3 separate regions of the Mus musculus genome follow, and regions 1 and 3 are each linked to region 2. Evidence: chromatin contacts called from public Hi-C and HiChIP or PLAC-seq data. All regions are on one chromosome and are shown on one strand. Each heading gives the region's core, a stretch centred on a gene start, on an enhancer-like site or on the middle of the called end of the contact. The rest is flanking DNA. Distances are from core to core; before and after follow the strand shown. Region 1 overlaps Rad51b (RAD51 paralog B). Region 2 overlaps Gm36132 (a long non-coding RNA gene). Region 3 overlaps Rad51b (RAD51 paralog B).

Region 1 (4,320 bases), core at 104-2,603, 75 kb before region 2:
CCTGAGCCTTCTAGGCTGCATCCAGAAAGGATGCCCTCCACCTCAAAAAATCGGAACTTCTACATTCCTGGGTGGGTCTTAGGTACACAAACCCTGAGATCCTCTGCCAGCCGATAGTGTATGTATATTCTGCGATGGAAGTGGCTTTAGCTCTGTTTGCTTCCTGTCTGCAAGCCTTCTCCTACCTGCAGGCCTTCATCGGCCCTTTCCATCTCTCCAGTGCCTCCTCATTACATAATACAAAGCTAGAGTAGTCGTCTCTGAGGGGCCTTTGGGTTCTAGTGGTCTGTGAAATTCGTTCTCTAGTGACCTTTAAGAGTTACTGAACCTATCTTAATAAATCATATCTGAGTGCTGGGTATTGTATGGATCTGTGGTGTGTGTGTGTGTGTGTGTGTGTGTGTGCACATGTGCATGTGTGTGTGCGTGCATCATTGCATGTGTACACATATATGGCACATATGTACCTGTGTGTGGAGGTCAGAGGTCAGTTCCAGATGCCCTTCTCAATCACTTTCCACCTTAGTTTTCAGACAAGGTCTCTCACTGAACCTGGAACTCACTGACTGGCTAGTAGCTCTACAGACTTCCACCTTTGTTTCCCAGACCCTGTAATCTTAGGTACACAGTGCTGCCTGTGCCAGCTTGTTACATCTGGGCTGCAGATATGAACTTGGGTCCTCATGCTTCCGCAGTGAGCTCTTCACCCACTGAACCACATCCCCAGACCCCATAACTTTTATCCTTACCCTTGTCACCATCATCACCTCCACTTCCTTCTCTTCCTCCTCTTCCTCCTCCTCTTGTGCTCAAGATCAAACTCGGGGCTTTATGTGAGCATTCACCATCATGGAGCTGTACCTTTTCCTCCGCATCTTTAGTAACACGTGCTGTTCTTGGTAGAAGTCACACTTGAGATCAGACTGAGGCTCAGAAAAGTAAAGCAACTTGTCTAACTTCACTTAGTATGTAGAGCTGTAGTGAGGTCAGATCAAAGCAGGGCCATAAACAGGTAAAGAACTGCCTGTGTTGGGTTGACCCAGAGCTGCCCAAGGCCTGGGACTCACCCAGTGAACTGCTCACTCAACGCCGGCTCCTCTCCAGCAGAGGAACCTGGTTTTGGTTTTCCCAGATGTTTACTTGGCCTCTTGCTTGAGCCTTTGCCTTTCCTACTCAATAGCAATGAAAGGACAAAAAAAAAAAAAAAAAAAAAAGAAAAGAAAAGAAAAAAAAAAAAAAGCCCAAGGCTGGAAACATTTTGTTTCCTACAAAAAGAATACATTTTGCAGCCAGCTCTGTGGTGGAAAGCGTTTTTTTTTCCTGTGGTCTAAGGGATGGGCTGGATCCCATCTCTCCTTGGCTAGTGACTGAGAACTCAGCCTGTGGCTTCCCAGCAAGTCTGTGCAAAGCACGCAGTTTTTCAAAGGAGTGTTTAATGGTGTTGGGTACGTGCACGGGTGGACAGATTAGTCTGTTTGGGTGTCTAAGAGCATCTTCACGAGCCTCTGGATGTCTCGGGGCAGAGAGAACCAGGGAGTGGTTTTCCACATGCCGGACGCACCAGCATAGCCTTTAAGTTTTCACCACTTGGTGACGGGCAGACACTCAGAGACCGACAGAATGAGAGGAGAGAGATACACGAACCTTGTATGGATTTGCAAGTAATCAGAATGCTAGGGACTGTGGAATTTTGACCTGTCGCATTTCTTTCTGTTTTCAAATGCTCAGATCCAAAACATGGCATAGGTTTTTTTATTAGATGGCAGGGTGGTCACAAAGTGGGAATTCTGAGGAATCAGTCTCCACTGTGGCCAAATTTAGGGTTCGGTACAGTAATTTCTGCCAAAATTTTAGATAAATCACTTTGTAAAGATAGATTACATTTCCATGTCAAAAAAAATTTTTTTACTTAAAATTGATTTTTAAGTTCTGTGCTTCTAAAAACAAATGTGCTTTTAATGGGATGGAGTTTGAGCATCCTAGAAATCCACAGATATTCATAATTTACCCTTTATTGATAATTTTATGATCTGATTGAGACTTTGCAGTATGTGGTCTTTCATAGAACTTTTCAGCGCTGACCCTATGGCCTAGCCTTAGAGATTCTGTACCCAACATTCTTGTCAACCACCACCAAAAAAAGTACAGTCCTCTGGCTCCCATTGCCTCTGGCTCCCATTGCCTCTGGCTCTTAAGCAGAATTCCAGCTCAGTGCTTGACACAGACTACATGTCCAATAAACATTGGTTGGCTTAGATGAAATAAACTTCTCCAGAGTTGACAAGCTGCTATCTGTAACTTCAGAATTCCAAGTAGAGACACATTTGGAGTACAAAACATCTCGCTTTTTAGAAGGGACAGTTGTAGCCACCGAGTCTGGGGTAACCATTTGAAGAAACAAGTATCACTGATAGATAGAGCTGTGAACCCCTCTGCTATACTCTGAGGTAGAAAACACATTTGAACCATAGGACGATTTCCCTTTAGAGACAAATTGAGATAGACCCATGCCTCTCGTGGGACCCTGGCATAGGATCCAAGTATGTGCACTTGGACATAGAAACTGGCCCATCCAAGTCAGGCTCATAGGAAAGACTGACCACAAAGAAATCAGACCACAGCTAACCAGTGGGGAAAACTGGCATTTTTTCCCATTTTATCACACAAGGCAATAGGCCCGTTCTCACAGTAAGGGGTAGGGTAACTTGGGAGGATAGTGGTAGTGGTTTTAGTACACTGGCTTACAGATGGGGTTGGTATTTCTATCTTTACTCTTGACAATGAGACAACAGCCCAAATAATAGATCCCTTGGTATATCAGAATGCCAGGGCTAACTGGGCTGGTAGAGCTTTGTGGCTTTGGCTCTTGGCTGACAGGCGTATCCATGCATTAGGGCCATGGCTTGGCAGTAGACAAAGCAGCTGTGTGGGTCCTGGGAGAGCTCTCTGGCTCTGTGGGTTTCTTTGATACGCAATTGAACTTTGGCTAATTTCTCTTCTCATGGCTGTTTATGAAGTCCAGAGCTGGGCAAAGAACTCCTTCTGGAGCTCAGAGGCATAGCAAAGGCGGGCAATGGTGTGTTCCCACTGGCATACTCTACTTGTAGCCTCAGAGGATGGTCCACAAGGCCTACCACAAAGGGACAAGTTGGGGCCAGAGACTACAGAGTTCTCTTTTCAGTAACATACTGCTCTACCTAGAAGACTGGGTAGATAGATCCCTTTAAAATTCCCCTCCTTCAGAGGGAATGGATCTCTCATTTGGAAAAGATCAATAAGCTGATTAAATTAGTGTTCTCTAGTGCCATAATGCTTAACAACAATAGCTAATGGGTACTGAGTATTTAGACATTTGTGAGGTACTACAGTGACGTAGATAACCCATCTAACCTAACCACCACACCTTGTAAGGTAAGTACCGTCACCCCCACCTCCCTGTCTCATACATAAAGAATTTCAGTGGCAGAATTGTTAGTGATTGTGGTTCTTATCACTCCCCAACTTTAGGCTCAAATTCTATAAATATGTCTAAATAAATGAAGTTAGCCTTCTTAATTACCCACTTTAAGTTATAATGGGCTGTCTTAGTTAGGATTAAATTGCTGTGAAGAGACACTATGACCAAGGCAACTCTTATAAAGGACAACATTCAAGGCAGGCAGTGAGCATGCAGGCAGAGATAATACCAGAGGAGCTGAGAGTTCTACATCTTGTTCCAAAGGCAGTTAGTTAGGAGGAAGGTCTCAAAGCCCACCCCCACAGTGACACACTTCCTCCAACAAGGCCATACCTCCTAATAGTGCCACTCCCTGGGCCAAACATATTCAAGCCACCATACGGGCCTAGGCCATTTTCAGACAATATCAAATACACCTGAAATTGTGACATCCCTTGACTCATAGACAAGGGTAGAGAAGGTGCTTGGCTTCTCTGAAACTGGGATCATCCGTTCTATCAAGTGCATAGAGCAGACAGAGACAGATGCCATGTTAGACTGGGGAGTAACCTGTGGGCCACGACCCCCTTGGCAAACCTGTCTCCAAAAAACTTACATTATGATTCATAGCAGTAGCAAAATTACAGTTATGAAGTAGCAACAAAAATAATTTTATGGTGTGGTGGGGAGGGTCACCATAGCATGTATGTATTTAAGGGTTGCAGCATTAGGGAGGTTGAGAACCACCAGGCTAGAGAATTGGAGAGAAGGATGGTGCCCAAGTGTAGAAACTCTAGAGCATCTGGCATCAGAATCAGAGAGCACTGCAACTTTCTTCCCCGTCATTTCTACTCTAACCTTTGTGCTTTCCATTGCTGTCCCCA
Region 2 (4,577 bases), core at 1,196-3,695:
AAAAAGAAAAAGAGAAGAATCAAACCTTTCCCCAGTTGTGAGACAGGAAGCCTTTAAGGAGCCCATTCTGTTTCAGACTGGTTTGTGCACCCACCTAACGGGGCAGTTCAGACTCATTTTTTTTTCCCCTGAAAGCTCAGCTATGTTTTGAAACAGTCTTCGGGGGTAAATAGTGATAAGGGAACATGGAGGAGCTGGGGTTTGGACAGCCACCTTCTGTGACTGAAGGGTACTATGCTCCCCCCCCCCCCGACCCCCAAGCTTAATGCAGTATTTTTTTCTGCGTGTGCTGGGAGCCCAGGAGGGTTTTTTTCCAGGCCACGGAGGCAATAGTGATAGACATAGGAGCTCCAGTGAATTCTTAGGCTGTCAGAGCCGCCTGTATCCAATGCAAATTCAGAAACATAGTCCAAAACCACATGTAAAACTCTCAGGGCTGTAGGATATTACATTGTAAACTATTAGATTACTGGCTATTAGATTATGTGCTGGAGCGGATAACTGAGAGTCAACCATGTTTGTGCATACACTGTAGGCACGCCCTGCTTCAGGCTTTTAAGCCTGCAACTAGTTCATGATCGTGCCTGGTGTGTTTATCCTAACTATTCAGGGCTGTTATTAAACATGAAACTCCATCAAATGCAAGGCAGACAAAGCCAAATGGCCCCACTTGAGAAAAACAAGATGTGATCTCAAGTGTTTTTTCAGCCTCTCTTTGTGCCCAGAAACTCTTCCCGACGACAGGAACTGTCTCTGCTTTGAAATCATGGTTTGAGGGCGAAGAATGCAGCTTGTGGTAGAACATTTGCCTAATGTGATCAAGGTCCCGAGTTCAATTCCCAATACCATTACCGCACAGAGAGGGAGGGAAGGGAGGAGGGAGACAGAGAGACAGAGAAAGAAGTCATTCCTTCAGCAAATATACAGAAAGGACCTGCTAGATCTCTAGTCGATCACTCAGATCTGCATAAACAGAATAAAGAAAGTTCACAGGCAAACCGTCATCTGTGTTAAGGAAGAAAGGACAGAGAAACTTGGCCTCGTTCACATGAACTTTAGTTTATCTAGAAATAGATATGAGACAAATACACAGATAAGTATGTGCCTGTGCATTGTCCTCAAGACTATGAAAGCAACGTGTGCGACCTGTAAAGGTCACCTGCTCAGAGGGGATTTCCACCGAGCCCTTGCCGGGATGTGCGGTTTGATCGGCTTTACTGACCTGGAGTCAAGGTTCGAGGACATTGAGAGCTCTGAGGAGGACATTGGAAAGAGAAGGGCCAGAAGCACAGTGGGGACAGCAGCCCTCCACCTGGATGAGATCGTTCAGGATGGTGAGCGAGAGCCAGGCTGAGACAGAGGTAACTTCAGATGTTTAAGACAATTCCCTTTGGAGGGAAGACACTTCACACTGGGGCTGGCACCCTAGCCCTTCCTGCTTCATTGTACTATTTCACGGTGGCTCTGTTCAGACTGGCTCCTTTGGCATCAGAAGGCCCTCCTTGACAGTGACTGTTAGCTGATATTTATTGAACATTTGGTATACACAGATCCCAGACAGGCACTTCACATGGGCTAACCTCATGTGGACCTCACACACCCTCTGAGGTTGGGTCAGCAACCGCTCTCACTGTGAGTGACGTCCTGTGAATCAGCTGATCGATTAAACAAGGCCCTCCGGGTCCACAAGGAGCAGAAGGGGGATGATCCAGAGACTCTCCACATTTGGGTTTGCTGTTTTGAATGCACAAAATGGAATCCTTATTCTGGTTCTTGGAGGTGGGTCTTAGCCTCACTCATTGAAGTTCTGTTCTGAAGTTGGGCAGCCTAGGTCGAGCATGTGGTTATTAATTTCAAACAAGAAGGGGCTTATGTGTGTGTGTGTGTGTGTGTGTGTGTGTGTGTGTGTGTGTGTGTGTGTGTGTGTGTGGAGGGGTCAGTTCCTGCCCATTGAGAGCAAACAAAATAAAAAAGCAAATCCCAAACTTCCAGGGTAGAGTTGAAGTCTCTTCAGACCAAACCTCTCAGGACAGTCTCGAGCGGACAGCAGAAGAGTATAAACAACTCCTCTAGCACTTCTGAGACCTGTCGATTCTTCTCTCTCTGAAGCAGAGCCTTTGTGAAGTTCTATAATCCTCCTTGTAGCTCTGAGACCTGGCCACCCCGCTGGAAAGCAACCCAGAGCCATGTGATTTGCAGCATGTACCGGCTCGAATATGGAAGACAGTAATTACCTCCAATTCCAGTTAGGAAAGCTGAACCCTGCCTTTTTCGTGCCTCAAACAATTATTGAAGTGCCTTTTGAAGCACTGGACAGAAGAGAAAGGCAAAACAAACCAGAGCCAATTAGAGCCTGGGATTTGAGGGTGGCTTAGAGTGGTGCGGCGGGACTTGGGAGGAACTGTGGGAGAGGGTCAGAGGTTACCTCAAAGCTCCAGCTGCCAGGCAGCTTTGCCTGTGCCAAAAGAGCCATTACTCTGCCTCTAGAATCAAGGCCCTCGCCCTGCCTGGGGAATGCTTTGCAGGAACAGCCTCTGCATGGCTGTTGAAGAAGGCTCCCTGATTAGATAAGGCCTGGAATGTGTTTGATGTTGTGCAAAACAGCCTCTGACAGCTTTCCTAACCCCACGTCCAAGGCTTTTCCTCAGCAGAGACTCCTGTGTAAGGACCTAGCTCACAGAGAGCTCTCCTGCAGGGAAGCACCTTAGAGAAGTCTATGAATGTGTGTGCCACTGAGAAGCAAGATCTGTGGACTCTGGAACTCTTCTGGCTGTTTGGAGGCAGCCTGAGTAACCGTTGCTGCCAGTGGAAACCAGGACAGTGTCGTGTTTCTCCCCCCCCCCCCCACACCCCCATGAAGGTTGCAAGTGGCCTTGGGCTGGTGAGGGATCCGGGGGAAGTACTTCTTTATGGATCTCAAGGACAGTCCCATTCAAAGCTGTGACAGTGCAGGCCAGTGAGTCTGAGCACAGAGAGTTGGGAGCCAGGTTAGAGAGGTCTTGGGCAGGATCTGGGAAGCATTTTGAGTTAATAAATTAAGGATTGCCAAGGCAAGGTGGCGCCATCCAGGAAGTTCCAGTTTGAGTTTGGGTTAGGATCTGGGCAAACTGTAAGCACCAAACAGCCCAGAGAAAAACCACTTTGCTGAATGTCCCTACTTCAGCCCGTGCAGACAGGCTTTATCTTGTCCTTGACATGAGTGCCAGGCTCTCCATTTGCCTGTCACCTACCCATTTACTGTGCCTCCATGTCTTCCCTCTCCTGTAAGAAATGGTCCTTGAAGGAATTCTATTCCTGTAGAAAGAACAAGGTGACACATTGCTTTAAAAAAATGCATTTACTTGGGTGACATAAACGCAACATTCTGGTGGTCTGTAAAGCTGGCTTTGCCCAGTGTGGTGGCAAATACTTTTTATCTCAGTGCTGTGAGTTCAAGGCCAGTCTGGTCTATGAAGTAGGTTGTGGGCCAGCCAAGACTATATAGTGAGCCCCTGTCTCAGAACTAAGTGAAAGAAAACAAATAAAAACAACAAAATAGGCTTGTTGTGTGGTTGAGAGAGGAGGTTCACGCTGCGCCTCCTTTTTGGATAAGAATGGCAGCTAAGATATTCATGCTTTCCTATTCTTGGTTTGTCCCCTGGTGCACCCTCTGCTCCCTCCTATATGGGGATTGCAGTCATTAGCCTTGTTGCAGATGGGAGGGGGACAGAGAGAGGTCAGTAACCTGGCCAAGGACACATGGAGAGAGGGGTCCACAGAGAACAGCTGCCATGAGCCGGAAGGGACTTAGACATACCAAGGTTCAAAAATATGCTTTGGTTTTAAAATTAAACCCTTTAAGGCTCCCACAGAGCAACGCTGAGAGATGACCAAAGCAGAGTAGAAAGAAAAATACATGGACCCCCATAAACCCTGAGTGAGATGAAGCAAGGGGGCTTCTCACTCCTCACAGGGCTGTGTCAAGATGAAGGGAGAGGACTGAGAGGATTGCTCTGGGTTGTGGATGAAGGGGCCCACAGGCTTTAAATAGAATTCCTAAGTGACCCAAGACACACAGTTTAGGGAATGTTCTAGATTTTAGAACTGCTTTAACTGTGGAGGACGATCATCTTTTCATCTGTTTCATGCAGCCATGGCTCAGGAGGAGCCCAGGTTCTGTCAGCCAGGTCACACATAAGGCCCTCCTGAACTAGGTTCTAATGAGGACCAGACATATTGCAGCTCTAGTCTTGGGGTGTTTCCAGTATTTCAAGATACAAGTGCAAAGACCAGGGCTGTCTCCTGCAGGGCAGTGTGCACCTACAAGAGCATGAGGCCCTGGGTTTGGTCCTCACCACACAAAGTAAAAAGATGAAGATGACAAAGACGACAGCAATGGCTACACAGGAGGGAAGAGTGTCCATAGCTCTTTGGGACAAATCATGTGCCAGGTGTGGCACACACCCATAATACCAGCACTTGGATACTGAGGCAGGAAGATTATGAGTTGCCCACTGTGGTGGTTTGTATATTCTTGGACCAGGGAGTGGCACCATCTGGAGGTGTAGCCTGGTTGGAATAGGTGTGTCACTCTGGGT
Region 3 (4,413 bases), core at 1,173-3,672, 120 kb before region 2:
GGCTCTGGGACTTGGGGTCTGCAAGTTCTATGAGATTTTTAAAATTTTTATACTCTTACCACCAAAGTTTTTTTTAATTATTATTATAAAGACAGTATAATTACAGTTGAAAGACACTGAAAAAAATAAATAAATAATAAGTTTCTTAAATTGGTGATTCTAAAACTTATGTAACATTTTCTGGAGGTTTCTCGGTATATTATGGGAATCTCAAATAGTTGTTTTTTTAAAAGGACTCCGTGAATCAATAGAATTTTCTATAAAGCAAAACATCTTCGTTTTAAGTTTTTTTTTTCTTCCCCCCACAGTACGCTTAACTCTCTCAATGCATGGGCTTCCTTTGTTTTTACAATCAAGATATTTGCTCCTTCGCCAAAACTTTCCATGAAACTGTAAAGAGTGTGTTTCTTACAAAGGCTGCTTTTCCCTTTAAGATTTGGAGCATTGGGCTGGGCTGATATAACTCAGTGGGAAAAGAACTTGCCACATAAGCATGAGGACCTGAGTTCAAACCTCTAGAGCCTGTGGAAATCTGGTACTGTAACCCTTGTCTGTAATCCTGGTGCTCCTACATGGACCTGGGAAACAAGAGCATCGCTGGGAACTCATGGGCCACTGAGCCTGGTATTTGAGACAGAGGAGAACAGAGACCCTGCCTTAAACAAGGAGGAAGACAAGGAAGGACGGATATTCAGCCCTCCGCTTGTACCATAACACACATGCAGCCTCATATACCTAAACACACACACACACACACACAGAGAGAGAGAGAGAGAGAGAGAGAGAGAGAGAGAGAGTGTCAAAGGTCAAAGGCTGGAGATATGGATCAGTGTTTAAGAACACTGGTTGCTTTGCTTTGCTAGAGGACACAGGTTCAGTTCTTAGTACCCACATGATAGCTAACAACCAATTAATATTGTATTTCTGAGGGATCAAATGCCTTCTTCCAGCCTCCTTATGTACTATATGCACATAATGCATAAACATACATGCAGAAAAAAAAAACACCCATGAAGATTTAAAAAGAATCAGAGCATCATAAGTCATTGTTAATCAACCTTATCAACTGAGACTACCTTTCTTTTATCTCTCAACCCTTATAAACCTAAGATTAAATTTAGTTGTGCATTTTAAATCATATTTTACAAAATGCATTTGTGCATACCATCCATCTATCTATTTATTTTGTGTGCACATGTGTGGGCAGGGTGCATATATGGAGCTCAGAGGACAACTTATAGGAGTTAGTCACCGAGTTCTATCATGTGGGTCTTGGGCATCAAACCCAGGTCCTCGGGCTTGGTGGCAAGAGCCTCTACTACTGAGGCATCTCACTGCCTTTATCCCTTTTGATTTTCAGTAGACATTGTCTGGTAGCATGATGTCCATTATAGAAAGGAGGATAATTTCACCATAAAAAATCACCTGGTGTTTCCTGATTCATTCTCTCCAGCAAAGCTTTCCTATTCTTGGAATGGCGAGAGAGTAGACGGGGTATCTGTTAGTCGTTCTACTGCGCTGATCCAGGGCTACTTGTTTCAGGAAATAGTAAATGGGGCTTCTCATTCAAGGATAGACTGGCACTGCCAGGTGTCAGTCACATGACATCAGTTTGGACTTAGTCTCAGCCCAGTTCCTGGTGTATACAGGTACTCTGTATTTATTGAATGTTGAGTAAGTAAATGAACGAGTGGATTTTAAAAAATCAATCCTAGGCTGGGCGTGGTGGCACACATCTTTAATCCCAGCACTCGGGAGGTAGAGGCAGGCAGATTTCTTAATTTTGAGGCCAGCCTGGGCTACAGAGTGAGTTCCAGGACAGCCAGGGCTATTCGGAGAAACCCTGTCTCGAAAAAACAAAACAAAACAACAACAACAAAATCAATCCTTCTACCTAGGGATGCATACCTCTGAAATCCTATCACTCAGGAGGCAAGGTCAGTAACACTGTCTCAAAACCCAAACCAACAAGATCTTTCTGACTAAGGTCTGTAAACTGGAGGTCATTTTTACCTCATGCACTTTTCCAAGTACTAAGTCAACAGGGTTCGCTGAGAGTCTTCCAAGTGCTTTGAGGGGAAACAAGGGAACTGATGAGAAATGGCGGACTGGCAGGCCAACATAGGAAATCCCCTTTCTGGCTCTCTCCAACTTTCTGTCCAGGGCTGATTTCCTAGGCTTCCAAGGTGATGTGGTAAATGGTATCCTTTTGCCGGGGGATCGAATGAAATTGTCACTCCCAGGGAGAGAGGAGAGGTATGACAGGGTGTGAAGAGTAAATAGAAGGCAGCCAGATCTACCCCGTGGGAAGCTGGGTCGGAGAGCGGAGGAGCTGGTGAGAAGACTGGCTCGGGCCAGAACATGTCTGCCTGTAAAGGAGAGAGGCTTCGTCTGCTTCTCACATAGTGTGGTTTGGCTACTTTCCCATTACTTCCCCGGAGAACTCTTAGTGACCAGAGACATCGTATTTTAATCAAGATGGTTCTTGCTGAACTGGTAAGCTAGGCTCCCATGGGTTTAGTGGAGTTATAGCAGGGTGAAGAGAGAGGCTGCTGTTCATAAATGGATCCACTCCCTCTCTTCCGCTGTTGGCGGCTGCTGCGGTGTCTATAAACATGCAGGGTGTCCTCATGTACTCGTAAATGCTGCTTATTGCCGTGTGACTGCATTGTCTGTGGAAGTGGCCTGCCTGGAAAAAGTGACTCCGTTTCACTCTTCTGTACTCATTGTTCCTGGAACCATGTCCTGAGGTCCCAGGCTTTTATTTTGCTGCCATTCTCCGAAGTTGCCTTTTTGTGGAAGCCTTGGGATTCTAGAGAGTTTTTTTAGGCTTAAATCATGCCTCCAACTAGCTGCTGTGAGCTCCATAAGATGGCCTGGTTTTACTTGGCCAGCAAAGGGGTGACTTCCCCTTCCAGTCATTCCCTCTGTCAGTTGTTGGTCATCTTGAAAAACTAAGACTGTTGGAGGAGGCCAAAGTGAACTTGCAGAGCTTGTTCACTGAGCCAGACTGAAAACACGTGATTAACCGGCCACACACAGGCTCAAGATGACATCTCACTCATGAATTGTGGTTAATGCCCCAACAAAGCCCAGATAGCTAAAGCGAATGTACATCTATGCTTTCTGCCAGGTAGTTTTCATGAGCTTCCTGGGATGTCAATATGCGTGTATAATTAAGATGATTTCATTGTATTAAAATTCCCATAGAGATGAGCCAAGGATGCAATAAGGTAAAATCACTAGGTCTAGCAAGAGTCAGCAGTGAGGGGCTAACGATTGCTGTGGTAAAATACCACGACCGAAGCAACCTGGGGCGGAAAGGGTTTATTTGGTTTACACCTCCACGGAGTGTAGTCCATCACCGAAGGAAGTCAGGAAGGGAACTCAAACAGGGCTGGAACCTCGATGCAGGAGCTGATACAGAAGTTCAGTATGCTTTCCTATAGAACCCAAGACCCGTCACAGGGCTGTACCTGTGTAGTAACTCACCTAGAAGTCTGCCTGGCATTACCAACCACCCCAGTGTCATTTCCAGGAAAATATAATCCAAACTCTTGCCTTGAACGTTTCAACGTTCTTACTATTTCATTCTATTTGGTTTCATTAACTTCTTTTGTAGTCTCTGAGTTCCACTCAAGGCAAGTGCTTTAGTACCTGAGCTGCACCCAGCCCTTCACCATTTAGTGTCAGCCTCAATATTTGTATTGCAGAGGAAAGCTCCACCTCCATCGAGTCTGTGATTTGTGTGCATTCACATAAAGCACCCTTATTTTCAAAGAGTGATGGCTTCAGTCTTATAAAAACAAATGAAGTTGGCATTCCAATCATTTGGAGTTAGATTTGATCGATGGGGTGACTACAGGTTAATCGACACCTGTTAATAGACTTCTAAATTAAAATATAGTCCCATCACTCCCAGCCAAGAAATCATTTTTATGTTTAGTCCAAATCTTTCACTCTTGTTAATTTCTCTATATATCCTGATTTCCTTGTCCCATCAACCGTCAAAATTAGTCTGGTCATGATCTCTTTGTTTAAGATGAGGGAAGCAAGTTCCAGTGACTAGCTACACAGCTAGTTAGCTAGTTAGAAACAAGTTCATCAGAATTCTAGTCTTTCTGCTTGACCAAATAGTCATCTATACATATATATGTTATACATTATATAAATATATATATATAAACACATATGTTTTATATGTGTTTATATATATTAACTATATATATAATATGTGTTTTAACCTATTTTTTAGAAGAATTGAGTAATCTGACCCTGGCCCAGAACAGTATTTTGATCATGATGAACTTCTGTTTAAAGACTGTAGATTTCTTCCACAATTAAGCTCTCACGCTACCTCTAACCCTGACTGGTAAAAATGTCATGATAAAGGGACTAGAATAGTATGGTAGG

The links. A called contact is a pair of places that touch in the nucleus more often than the background predicts. HiChIP or PLAC-seq counts read pairs in DNA pulled down with a chosen protein or histone mark.
Region 1: a contact with region 2 is called in an H3K27ac HiChIP or PLAC-seq map of heart atrium, with 5 read pairs. The contact joins two enhancer-like sites. A contact is called at or near these places in 12 of 484 Hi-C or Micro-C datasets (the C2C12 cell line, the G1E-ER4 cell line, the MC3T3-E1 cell line and 6 more), 4 of 115 datasets of contacts at active chromatin or transcription factors (differentiating embryonic stem cells, double positive thymocytes, embryonic stem cells and 1 more) and 1 of 9 other capture datasets (embryonic stem cells).
Region 3: a contact with region 2 is called in a Hi-C map of uterus, with 4 times the contacts expected there. The contact joins two enhancer-like sites. A contact is called at or near these places in 6 of 484 Hi-C or Micro-C datasets (the C2C12 cell line, Sertoli cells, muscle stem cells and 2 more) and 1 of 115 datasets of contacts at active chromatin or transcription factors (microglia).

What each region holds. Positions count from the first base shown.
Region 1 is chr12:79,783,003-79,787,322 of GRCm38.p6, forward strand. The region is part of intron 9 of Rad51b (RAD51 paralog B); the gene reads left to right. Among named protein-coding and RNA genes, the nearest start is that of Gm36048, 14 kb to the right of the region's middle. Within about 2 kb of position 1,354, at least 9 of the 459 cell types and tissues checked have an H3K27ac peak or open chromatin away from gene starts, as enhancers often do. A contact at or near this core is called in heart atrium, where this site is marked.
Region 2 is chr12:79,857,341-79,861,917 of GRCm38.p6, forward strand. It overlaps Gm36132 (a long non-coding RNA gene), which reads right to left. Exons shown (of 4, transcript XR_381728.4): 4 at 1,503-3,294. Among named protein-coding and RNA genes, the nearest start is that of Gm36132, 7.9 kb to the right of the region's middle. Within about 2 kb of position 2,446, at least 105 of the 459 cell types and tissues checked have an H3K27ac peak or open chromatin away from gene starts, as enhancers often do. A contact at or near this core is called in heart atrium and uterus, where this site is marked.
Region 3 is chr12:79,733,134-79,737,546 of GRCm38.p6, forward strand. The region is part of intron 8 of Rad51b (RAD51 paralog B); the gene reads left to right. Among named protein-coding and RNA genes, the nearest start is that of Gm36048, 64 kb to the right of the region's middle. Within about 2 kb of position 2,423, at least 31 of the 459 cell types and tissues checked have an H3K27ac peak or open chromatin away from gene starts, as enhancers often do. A contact at or near this core is called in uterus, where this site is marked.